2 separate regions of the Mus musculus genome follow, and region 2 is linked to region 1. Evidence: chromatin contacts called from public ChIA-PET data. All regions are on one chromosome and are shown on one strand. Each heading gives the region's core, a stretch centred on a gene start, on an enhancer-like site or on the middle of the called end of the contact. The rest is flanking DNA. Distances are from core to core; before and after follow the strand shown.

What was found. ChIA-PET counts read pairs in DNA pulled down with a chosen protein or histone mark.
Region 2: a contact with region 1 is called in an RNA polymerase II ChIA-PET map of memory CD8 T cells, with 4 times the contacts expected there. The contact joins two enhancer-like sites. A contact is called at or near these places in 2 of 39 promoter capture datasets (the C10 cell line and pre-B cells) and 2 of 115 datasets of contacts at active chromatin or transcription factors (bone marrow-derived macrophages and memory CD8 T cells).

Annotation. Positions count from the first base shown.
Region 1 is chr9:117,924,019-117,929,148 of GRCm38.p6, forward strand. It overlaps Zcwpw2 (zinc finger, CW type with PWWP domain 2), which reads right to left. Exons shown (of 9, transcript NM_001378466.1): 8 at 5,066-5,130; 9 at 1-455. The coding sequence ends at 294. Among named protein-coding and RNA genes, the nearest start is that of Azi2, 110 kb to the right of the region's middle. Within about 2 kb of position 3,648, at least 69 of the 459 cell types and tissues checked have an H3K27ac peak or open chromatin away from gene starts, as enhancers often do. A contact at or near this core is called in bone marrow-derived macrophages and memory CD8 T cells, where this site is marked.
Region 2 is chr9:118,511,449-118,516,586 of GRCm38.p6, forward strand. It overlaps Golga4 (golgi autoantigen, golgin subfamily a, 4), which reads left to right. Exons shown (of 24, transcript NM_018748.3): 2 at 2,732-2,821. Among named protein-coding and RNA genes, the nearest start is that of Golga4, 7.7 kb to the left of the region's middle. Within about 2 kb of position 1,398, at least 96 of the 459 cell types and tissues checked have an H3K27ac peak or open chromatin away from gene starts, as enhancers often do. A contact at or near this core is called in bone marrow-derived macrophages and memory CD8 T cells, where this site is marked.

The DNA.
Region 1 (5,130 bases), core at 2,398-4,897:
ACTCATGAACAGCACCTGTTTATGATTAAATTTCATAAACAATTATAAAATCAAAACAAACAAAAAAGTTTACAAATCAAACATCAGGATTTTTCATAAATCCTAAAATTCTAATACTCAAACTTATATGCCACTTGATAGACTCTCAAAGCCATGGACATTCATAAAGTATAAATTTATAGCAATACCAATTTTTATACCTATCTCCCTAAACATTTTTAAATTTTTGACAGAAAAATAAAAAGACTGAGAGTGTTTTAATACTTAACTTTTGTAAACACTTGAATAACACCCTAAAATTCAGATATTAGGGCATCTATCTTTTTTAAATTGTTAGTTATAATCTCAATATATTCTCCAGCTTTTAGTCCTGCACCATCAGGCACAATATAGTCCTCTTCATGGTAGCTCTGAAATGGGCTGCCTGTAGGAGATTCCGGGCTGCACTGAGACAACTGCAAAAAGAGCCATATAGTTGATCACAAATACAGAAGGTCCTCCAAAGCTCATCACAACTAGAGCAGGTCCTCCACACTGCTCATAACAGTTACAGCAGGTCCTCCACACAGCTCATCACAGCTACAGCAGGTCCTCCACACACCTCAGCACACCTACAGCAAGTCCTCCACACAGCTCATAACACCTACAGCAGGTCCTCTACACAGCTCATCATAACTGCAGCAGGTCCTCCACACAGCTCATAACACCTACAGCAGGTCCTCTACACAGCTCATCATAACTGCAGCAGGTCCTCCACACAGCTCATCACAGCTACAGCAAGTCCTCCACACAGCTCATCACACCTACATCAGGTCCTCCACACAGCTCATCACACCTACATCAGGTCCTCCACACAGCTCATCACAGCTACAGCAGGTCCTCCACACAGCTCATCACACCTACATCAGGTCCTCCACACAGCTCATCACACCTACAGCAGGTCCTCCACACAGCTCATCACAGCTACAGCAGGTCCTCCACACAGCTCATCACACCTACATCAGGTCCTCCACACAGCTCATCATAACTGCAGCAGGTCCTCCACACAGCTCATCACAGCTACAGCAGGTCCTCCACACAGCTCATCACAGCTACAGCAGGTCCTCCACACAGCTCATCACAGCTACAGCAGGTCCACCACACAGCTCATCACAGCTACAGCAGGTCCTCCACACAGCTCATAACACCTAAAGCAGGTCCTCCACACAGCTCAGCACACCTAGAGCAGGTCCTCCACACAGCTCATCACAGCTACAGCAGGTCCTCCACACAGCTCATCACAGCTACAGCAGGTCCTCCACACAGCTCATCACAGCTACAGCAGGTCCTCCACACAGCTCATCACACCTACAGCAGGTCTTTCACACAGCTCATCATAACTGCAGCAGGTCCTCCACAATGCTCATCACACCTACAGAGGACTGCTTGGTTTCTGAGATCAGCATTCCTCCAACACATTGATGCACAGGGTGTTATGTGCAAGTGGTCAGTGATAAGCTCTGTGTATATCATGATGTCTATTAAAGATGGGGGAGGGGGCACTAAGTTGTCCCTTAGGTTCTGCCTCTTTTCTCCAATGTCATCTACTTACATTTTAAAGTTTATACCTTGGGACAGTGTTATCTTCCATCTGAGTTTTCTATATTGGTTTGTTTTTAAGAATACTATATAAAATACATTTTATAATAGTTCCAGTTACATATTCTGTGGTCATTCTTTAATAAGTATTTACATTATCCACAAAAAGTCCTTACTCTAGCTTAGATGGGCAAGACAGTGGTAACTCACTGTGCACTCACATACTAACATGAGATTCACTTTTAAAGTTCACTACAGGAAGACCAGCCTCTCATGCAATTGAAAGACAAGGATATGCATATAGTTCACGATATAATATGTACCTTTTAATCCAAATAATTATTCAGCAAACATCCTTATTTGCATATGGATTATCTATTTTAAAATGAGGTGGATTTCTAAAGGTCTAATTAACTTCTCCATTGTTGCCAAGTCAGACAGGGCCTGTAAGCAGTGTTAGTATTAGCTAGAGTGTCCTTGGGAAGGAGACTCAGGAGAGGATGCTCATCTGCCAGAGCACACAGGAGAGAGCTTTGATCATCAGTGGGTGTGTGCTCTTCCTACCTTCATGTCTGGCACACATGCTTAGGAATCATAAGAAATAAATCTGACAGGCAGCAATGAAAAACACAGCAAATTCACAACTCTGAAAGGGGCTCACATGGTGTCTGCTCAGAGTCAACATAGTCCAGATTTGGAATTGTCTGCTGACTCTCTTTAGTGTGTTTAGTGTATCAAGGAGCATCTTCTAAAAAAGAAAATCCCTACATAAAGCACTTCTCCAGTTTTAAGTAGAAGCCACATTAATTCTTTGCAGAAACAATGAAAATAAAGAAGAAATAAAAGAACAAACCCCAGGGGTGTGTGATTACTTCTTTACTTTTAAGGTGGAAATTGCTACAGCTTTAATGGCTGGTTTCATGGCTGCTCTCCTCATTAACAGTGAGGAAGCCCGAAACTTCCAGAGACATCAGGAGCTGCTAGTGAGAGCCTGTAGGAGGTCCTCACCTGGCAGTAAATTAAAATAAGTAACTCTCATAGTTCCTAAATGCCTTTTAAAAGTGCAGAACAATACAAGAATCTAAAACAAAAGAAGGCCTACCTGGGGCTGTATTAAAGCTATGTATCTTAGCATTAGAAATAAAAATAAATCAAAAGTGGTTTCTATTCCATCAAGCTACTAGTTCTGACAGCAAAATGGAGGCCAGTCTGTGGCTGTAAAAACTCCAGGATGTCACTATAAAAACCAGTCAGGCTGTATTTTTGAGAAGACAAACCGCTGGGGCTAAAAAAGAAAGAAAGGGGAAAAAAACCCACAAACCACAAACCACAAACCACACTGCATAAAACCATGTAGTGTTGAACTGAGCACACAATTGCTAAGAAGGAATAATTTGTATATTTATATTTGTATTATTGTATAGATGTATTATTTGTTATTGTATTATATATATATATATATACACACATATATATACATATATATATGTGTGTGTGTGTGTGTGTGTGTGTGTGTGTAATTTGTATTATTACCCATGTCACCAGTCTACACATCCTGTTCTACAAGTGCAGCCACACATGGGAAGCGTGGTGGGAAATGCACTGTAGGCTGAGTCACAGCCTGCAGATCAGGGCAGCTGTGCTGCTGGCACTGAGTGGGAGCTTTCTGTGTTTTCCACCTCAGCAAAGGCTGACGTCTACTTCCTCTAACACATTCATCTCTAGGATGCTACATTCTGTACACTTTCCTTAATCTTTAACTCAGGAAGAAAGGCGTTAAAGACTCATCTTTAGCTGAACACCTACGGCTCCAGCTCTTAGGAGTTAGAGCTGAGACAGATGGATTCATGTTTGAGGAAAGCCTCTACTACACAGAGAACCCACACCACCAAGGGAGGCCCTATCTGCAGGAGAGCTAGAAAAAATATGGAGGATCCATGTCTTCATACTGGGTAAGGATCTAACCGAAGCCTGCAGTCTGACATGCATGAACGATCCACCCACTTCTAAATCCAGCTATCACTGAGAGGAACTGGCAGAGATGTAGTGTCCCTGGGTGAGCATGGGGGAAACAAGAGAGGAAGTTAAGAATTCTCCTCTTAGAACTAGCACCGCCCACTGTCACCTCGGACACAGCGCGTTTGTCGTATCTGACTCCTAAGACAATTCTCTAAAGTAGGGCATGAGTAACTGCTAAGTGGCATGAGTCCTTAGCTGCAGAACCTGGATTACATTAAGTTTATGTTATTAACAAATGATAATAAGGCAATAAAATCGCAATGATTATATCGGGGATTCTGTCTTGGTGTGTCTCTTTGACTGGGGCACACTATGTATCTGAATGAATTAATGAAACCTATGTAACCTCCCACTGCCGTTTGTTTCCTAGTTAGGAAACAACTATACCAGAGGGTTAAGTGTCTGTCCTGAGACTGATTTTTATGCATGATTGGCCCAGTGCTGCCTTTTATAAATGGTCTGAGCTTTCTATCACAAATTCTCATTCCATTTACAAAGATATTGGATAGTAAGAACATACAGCTCTCTGAATATAACATAATTAGTTAAAAACAAGAGGAAATAGGAGCTAGCCCAGACGTGGTGGAGATGACATGGGTGCCCTGGTGAGCTCCACCTCTGCTCTGTTAACACTGAGAGGTTTTGCCTTACAGTAGCCCAGACATGCACGTTTCAGTGCCCAGATGGGACAGAGAAGGTTCTGACCAAGCTACTCCCCTGTGCCAGGGATCTGCTACTCCTATACCTCACTTCTCTTACCTGGAAAGATAATATTATTATCTTTAATAATAATAATAATATTGCTATTCATCTAAAACTGTCAACTTCACTGAATTAAGAAATCTCCATCGAATTAATGATATTTAGCAAGCAGGTATGTCAGTTTGGGCTTTTCTAGAGACAGAGCATGAAGACTCTGAGCTAACCAACACATGACTTCTATGGCATATTCATAACACAGCTGGAGAGTTATTACTGGGAGCTAGGGAGTGGCAGGCAGGGGGTGGGGTAGAGCATCTGGAAGTAGGTACTGGGGCCATGCCCATGGGTGCTCTCTTGCCCTGGCCCCTTCCTGTCTTCTCTTTCTTCTGCTTCCTATCTTACCTGGGTGTGCGGTGCTCTGCACCAGCATGTCCTCCAAGATGAACTGACATCTCTTCTAGTCATTTCTGTCAAGTATTGTGTCATGATGGCCAATCCCAGGTCTCTCTGCAATGGTCCACCTCAGCTACAGGAAACCCCTGCATCTTCCTTCATTCCCAACCCCAAAGATCTAAAGTTAAATGACTACCTTTGTGTAATCTCACATTTTCCCAGGAATATAGTTTGGCTTCTTGACAGCCTCCAGTTCATTAACATCATGATGATCAGTGGCTCAGATTTTAGACGTGGAGAAAGGTACGTATATGACTGAAATGCCCATCAGTCTGAGAACCTGAAGCTGCTGGTGGTGCCTCTGCATACCAACCTGCTCTCCCTGTGACTCATCCTCTCTTGCTGTGGGTTCTTGGATTTGTTGCAGCATTTTCTCCA
Region 2 (5,138 bases), core at 148-2,647, 590 kb after region 1:
GTCAGGCAGTGAAACGTGAGTGTGAGCCTGGAGAGCAGCACCAGTTTTCTTAGCAAATAACTTGCACCCCTCCCCCAACCCTCATGGAATCCAGGGCTTTGCCCATGTCAGGCAAGTGCTCTACCACTGAGCTGTGTCTTCAGCCCTTTAAATTCACGTGTCTCCAAGTGAGAGAGGCCATTAAAGATCCGGGTCCCCTGAGACCACTGCTTCTCCTGTGCTTCTCTTGTGGCTTCAGAGCACGGTCCGTGACTGGGCTGAATGTTGCCAGGCACTGGACTTTTCTGGGTGCTTCAGTGCTTATTCCTCATCTGTGTACACCTTTAACAGTTTCAATCACTTATTCCTCATCTGTGTACACCTTTAACAGTTTCAATCACTTTGTTTTGTGTTTATCCACAGTTGATGAGGCCTTCTGATTAGACTCATAGGAGGCGGAGATGTAAGGCCCATTTTAAAATTCACATTGAGATATACTTTCATGTGAGTAAAGGTCTCTCTAGGCATTTGGTCCTTTCTTGGCATTTGGGTATTTGGAGAGCTGAATTAATAACCCAAAGGTTTCTCAGACCTTATAGGATCACAGCCGGGAATTGGTTGGTCAGGAGGCATTTCCTCTAGTCAGTAGTAGTTTGTAACCACTCTTCTAACGTTTTATCACCTCAGTCCAGCGAGGGGCTCTTCCCTTCCCGTGGTGGCCGCTGCAGTCTCTCACTCAGCCTTTGCAGCCAGCTTGTTTGAGAATTGGCCCTAGATGTAAGAAGAGTTACAGATGTGAACTGTGTTGCCCCACACTTCACATGGATGCCAGGCCTCCGAAACTCAGGCCTCCATGCTTGTATAGCAGGCACCTTGCCCTTCAGTTTCCCTCGACTTGGATGAAAGCTGTCTGTGGAGTAAACAGAGTTTAGTGGCTACCATTTTCAAAACACACAGACTTCATTATGTGTAGGCTAGATGCCTAAGCCATTGATAAAGATTTATGGCACATTCGCCTATTTACCTATTTAAAAACTTTATGTCCTGGCTTATGTTGTCTTGTCTTGAATGGTAATGGATATCTTATCCCTTAAGGTGACTTGCATATAGCTGATTTTAGTGGATTGTATGCTGATTTTCAGGTCTATTTTAGAAGGGACATGTGTTAGAATTCAGTTTAGGCAAGAGGAAGAGGAATTTATTATAAATACTTGGTAGCTGATAGTTTCTCCAGGGCTCTGTAGCCTGGGCCAATTGCTACATCCTAGACTCTTAATAAAAATGTTGCAAATGTTCTCACCTGGCTCCAGCATGGCACCTCCCACTGCACTGCACCACTCCCTTGGCTGTTTCCAGGTCTGTCCCCATGCTTACTAAAGGGTGACCTTAAACTTTACATGTCTATTTTCTTACTTGTGACTCAGCCTCACGTGGGTGTGACTGATGATAGATCTCAGGTTCCCTGTTGCAGATAAAGGCAGGACTGAGCTAGTAAGTTTCAAGGGCTTTATGAGAGCTGTTTATTGAAGAAAGTTATTAACCATGGGTATGTAGATGTGTCCTTCTTGTCGTTTAAATTCACTCTCAGTTCTGCTTTTGACACAAACATTACTCCTGTTCAGAGATGAACTTTCCTACCTTTTCTAGCCTGGATGACCAACATGTGCCCTGATGTGAAGTGTAGCTTACATGTTTGTTTTTCTCTGTGTATATGCAGTGCTCGTTTGTGTGTATGTGTGTGCACTGTGCTTATGACTCAGCTCTACCCAGACAGGGACAGTGTTCACACACAGGTGACAGTTCCATTTGTCCACTTGTTGCTCAAGTGGATGACAGGTTTTTATTAATTGTTTTTCTCTGTAAAGCTGTGTAGATGTGGAAGTATAAGGAAGCAAGCGGTGAGTGAGGCCAGAGCTATTTGTTACAGTTCAGAGGGTCTTGATGCTTTGGTTTCATGCTTTCAGGACTGCTTTTAGCTCACAGTAGAGTAGACTTCAGACATCAGGTTTGGTATTTGTGTCTTTGTCAGTGTTGATGATTCTGGTAACTGGGCTAATAACATCTCAGTACCTAGCTGTGCTGTGGAAGTAGGTTCAGAGAAAGACTTCTAACTAGAAAGGTGGGCCCTGCTATTTAACTGTAAACTTCATAGTATTAAATGTTTCAGGGACTTTAAAGTTGAAATTGATAACCTTCTTGGTTTTTTTGTTTGTTTGTTTGTTTGTTTGGTTTTTGTTTTATTTTCAAGACAGGGTTTCTCTGTGTAGCCCTGGCTGTCCTAGAACTCAATCTGTAGACCAGGCTGGCCTCCAACTCAGAAATCCGCCTGCCTCTGCCTCCCAAGTGCTGGGATTAAAGGCGTGTGCCACCACTGCCCGGCAACCTTTTTGTTTTTAATGAACTTAAATTTTGAATCATTTTGTTTTATAGAAAAGTGACAAAGATAGTAGAGTTTTCATATTCTCTTCCCTGGGCTTCAGTTCCCCAATATTATATCATCCTAAATATAACCACACCCTTACCATGTGTTCTGCTAAAACATTCTGCTAAATTGATGGATGGTCCGGTCAAAGACCCAGTGACTAGTAGCTAAGTCTTGCAGTTGATTCTTCTGTGGTTATTCTTTCCTGCTCTTGTAATCTGTCCCTTTCCTGTTTTGAGTTCCTGGGCATGGAATGAGAAGAGAACCTCTCAGGGAATAGTATACTAGCCACTGCTGTCTTCTAATCTGTACAATCATTTTTCAATGTAGGCTTCCTCCAGCTCTTCAACACCAACAAGGACAAGAAGCAGGACATCTTCATTTACAGACCAGCTTGATGACGTGACACCCAACAGAGAGGTTAGTGCAGCGCTCTGATGTGCTCTCAGGGAGCTGAGCTGTGTGCTGGGTGGCATCCAGGGAAACAGTGTTGACGAGTCACTTACTTAATTTCTGTTTATTAATAATTCAACTGGTCTTTTTCTTTCTTTTTTTGTTTTTAAACACAAATAGCAGTTAGCTCTTGCAAACTGTTTCTTGGAGAAAATTAAAGAGGATAGGTGTGTTTATTTCGTATATGGAGCTATCAGAATAATTCAGTAATATTTTGTTCAACATAGCATCAAATGGAGAAAGGCCCTATATTTTTAAGCCGGTGGTTAGAAACTAGAAAGTAGCAACACATTACCTATAACAACTGACGTGAAATATTCATCTTTTTTGTATCTCTTTTCCTGTGAAGTATACTATAAATACGGGAGGTGTGAGGGGGACTGATGAGATCGCTCAGTCCAGAGCATTGGCTGCTTTTGCACTGGATCTTAGTATTTGTGTCTTTGTCCGAGTAGACTTAATTTTTTTCAAAATCTACTTTAATTTAGGGTTCTTAAACACTTCAACCTCCCTTCTAGCCCACCAACCAGAAGTAGGGGAGAAAGAAGGTTAATAGGAAAAGGTGGTTGTTGACCTGTTTAGAAGTAGTTCTTTGTGGCCATTCCACTCTTTGTCATCAGGATACCAGCAGTCCAGGTTCATAGTAAACACCAAATACAAACCAGTAGCCAAGCCGTGGCTCTGCTCGATCCAGCAGAAACAGCACAGGCCAATGGAAGTGGCCAGAATCTGCCGGAACACCATGAGAAGTTCTTTAGCGAGTTTCTCTCTACAAAGTGGAGACCAGCAAAGAAGCAGCAATGCAAGAGTATTCTCGCTCTGTTTGCGGGGTTCTGTTTATAGTCTTTCTAAACATCACGGGCCCTCTCAAGTGTCTGTTTTCAGCCAAACATCACATACCCTCTCACAAGATAGCATCCAGAAAAATATCACGTGTCATGACTGAGTTGTTAAGGAAACCAAAATTTCCACTTCAGTTTGGTTCCAAGCACTCACATGGGGACACACACTGTCATCACTCCAGTTTTAGGGGTTCTGACTCTCTAGAAGGCACTGCCAGAGAGTAATGGATCTGCTATCTGCAGTTACAGGTGTTCTTAACCACTCCTTTTCTAGCAGTTATTTTATTTTACATTTATGGTTTATGTCTCTGTGCCATATGTGTACCTGGTACTCATGGAAGTCAAGTATCAGGTCTCCTGGAACCGGAGTTAAGGATGATTGTGATGAGTCCACCACATGGGTGCCAGGAATCGAACGTGGGTCCTCTGAAGAGCAGCCTGTGCTCGTAGCCTCTGAGTCATCTCTGTCTATCTCCTCTTCCCCCACTCTTGACCCTAAAATACTTATTTATTTTTAGAGTCTGCTTGCATGCACGTAAGTGCATCATGTGTGGAAATTGCAGTTTGCTTATCTGTTGGGATGGTTGTCTCTTGTGAGCAGCTTTCTCTTGAGGGCTCAGTGCTCAGCAGCACTTCAGAAGGAGAGAAGAATTCGTTGTTATAGCAACAACTTGGAAGTAAAACAGATATGGAGGTTTAAAATCAACTAAAGATACCTACTATACCATTTGAGCCAGGATTTCTGAGACCGTCTAGGGCATCACAGAGACTCTACCTCAAAAACAAACAAACCAAAACAACTATATTTAAGTGTTTTTTTTTTTTTTTCTCTCTTAAGAGCAGGCGAGGCAAGTGTGTGTTATTTTCTTTGACTTTTTAGTGTGGGTGCTGGGCAGGACACATAACAAAGATGTAGGCTAAAGGGGGCATAAAATCATGTCCTTTGCAGAGGACTTACATATAGAAAGTTACAAGGATTCCAGTAAAAAACTATTAGAGCTAATAAATGAGTTTAGCAAGTAAATGCAGATAAGAAGTTAAATTACATTACATTTCCTTGGAATAGTAATTTTAAGACATCCCAAAGTGAATTCGAGGACAGAGGAAGGTGTTTGACAAAATCTGACTCTAGTTTATGATAGAAACAGAGTAGGAGAGGAAGGAACCTCGGTCACATGGTAACGGTTAAGTTACCCACAGCTTACCTCCAGAATGGGAAAAGACCTCATAGTAAAAATGTTTATCACTTTATCTGTTCTGTGGGTGTGGGGTGTATGTGTGCACATCAGAGTGTGCATGTGGAAGTCAGAAGACAACTTGGAGTCTAGTTCTCTCTTCCACAATGCAGGTCTAAGGGTTGAACTCAGGGGGCTCCCCTGCAAAGATAACTGCCCACTTGGCATCTGTAGTCTCACACAGTTCTTCCAAGTGTACTGAGGAGG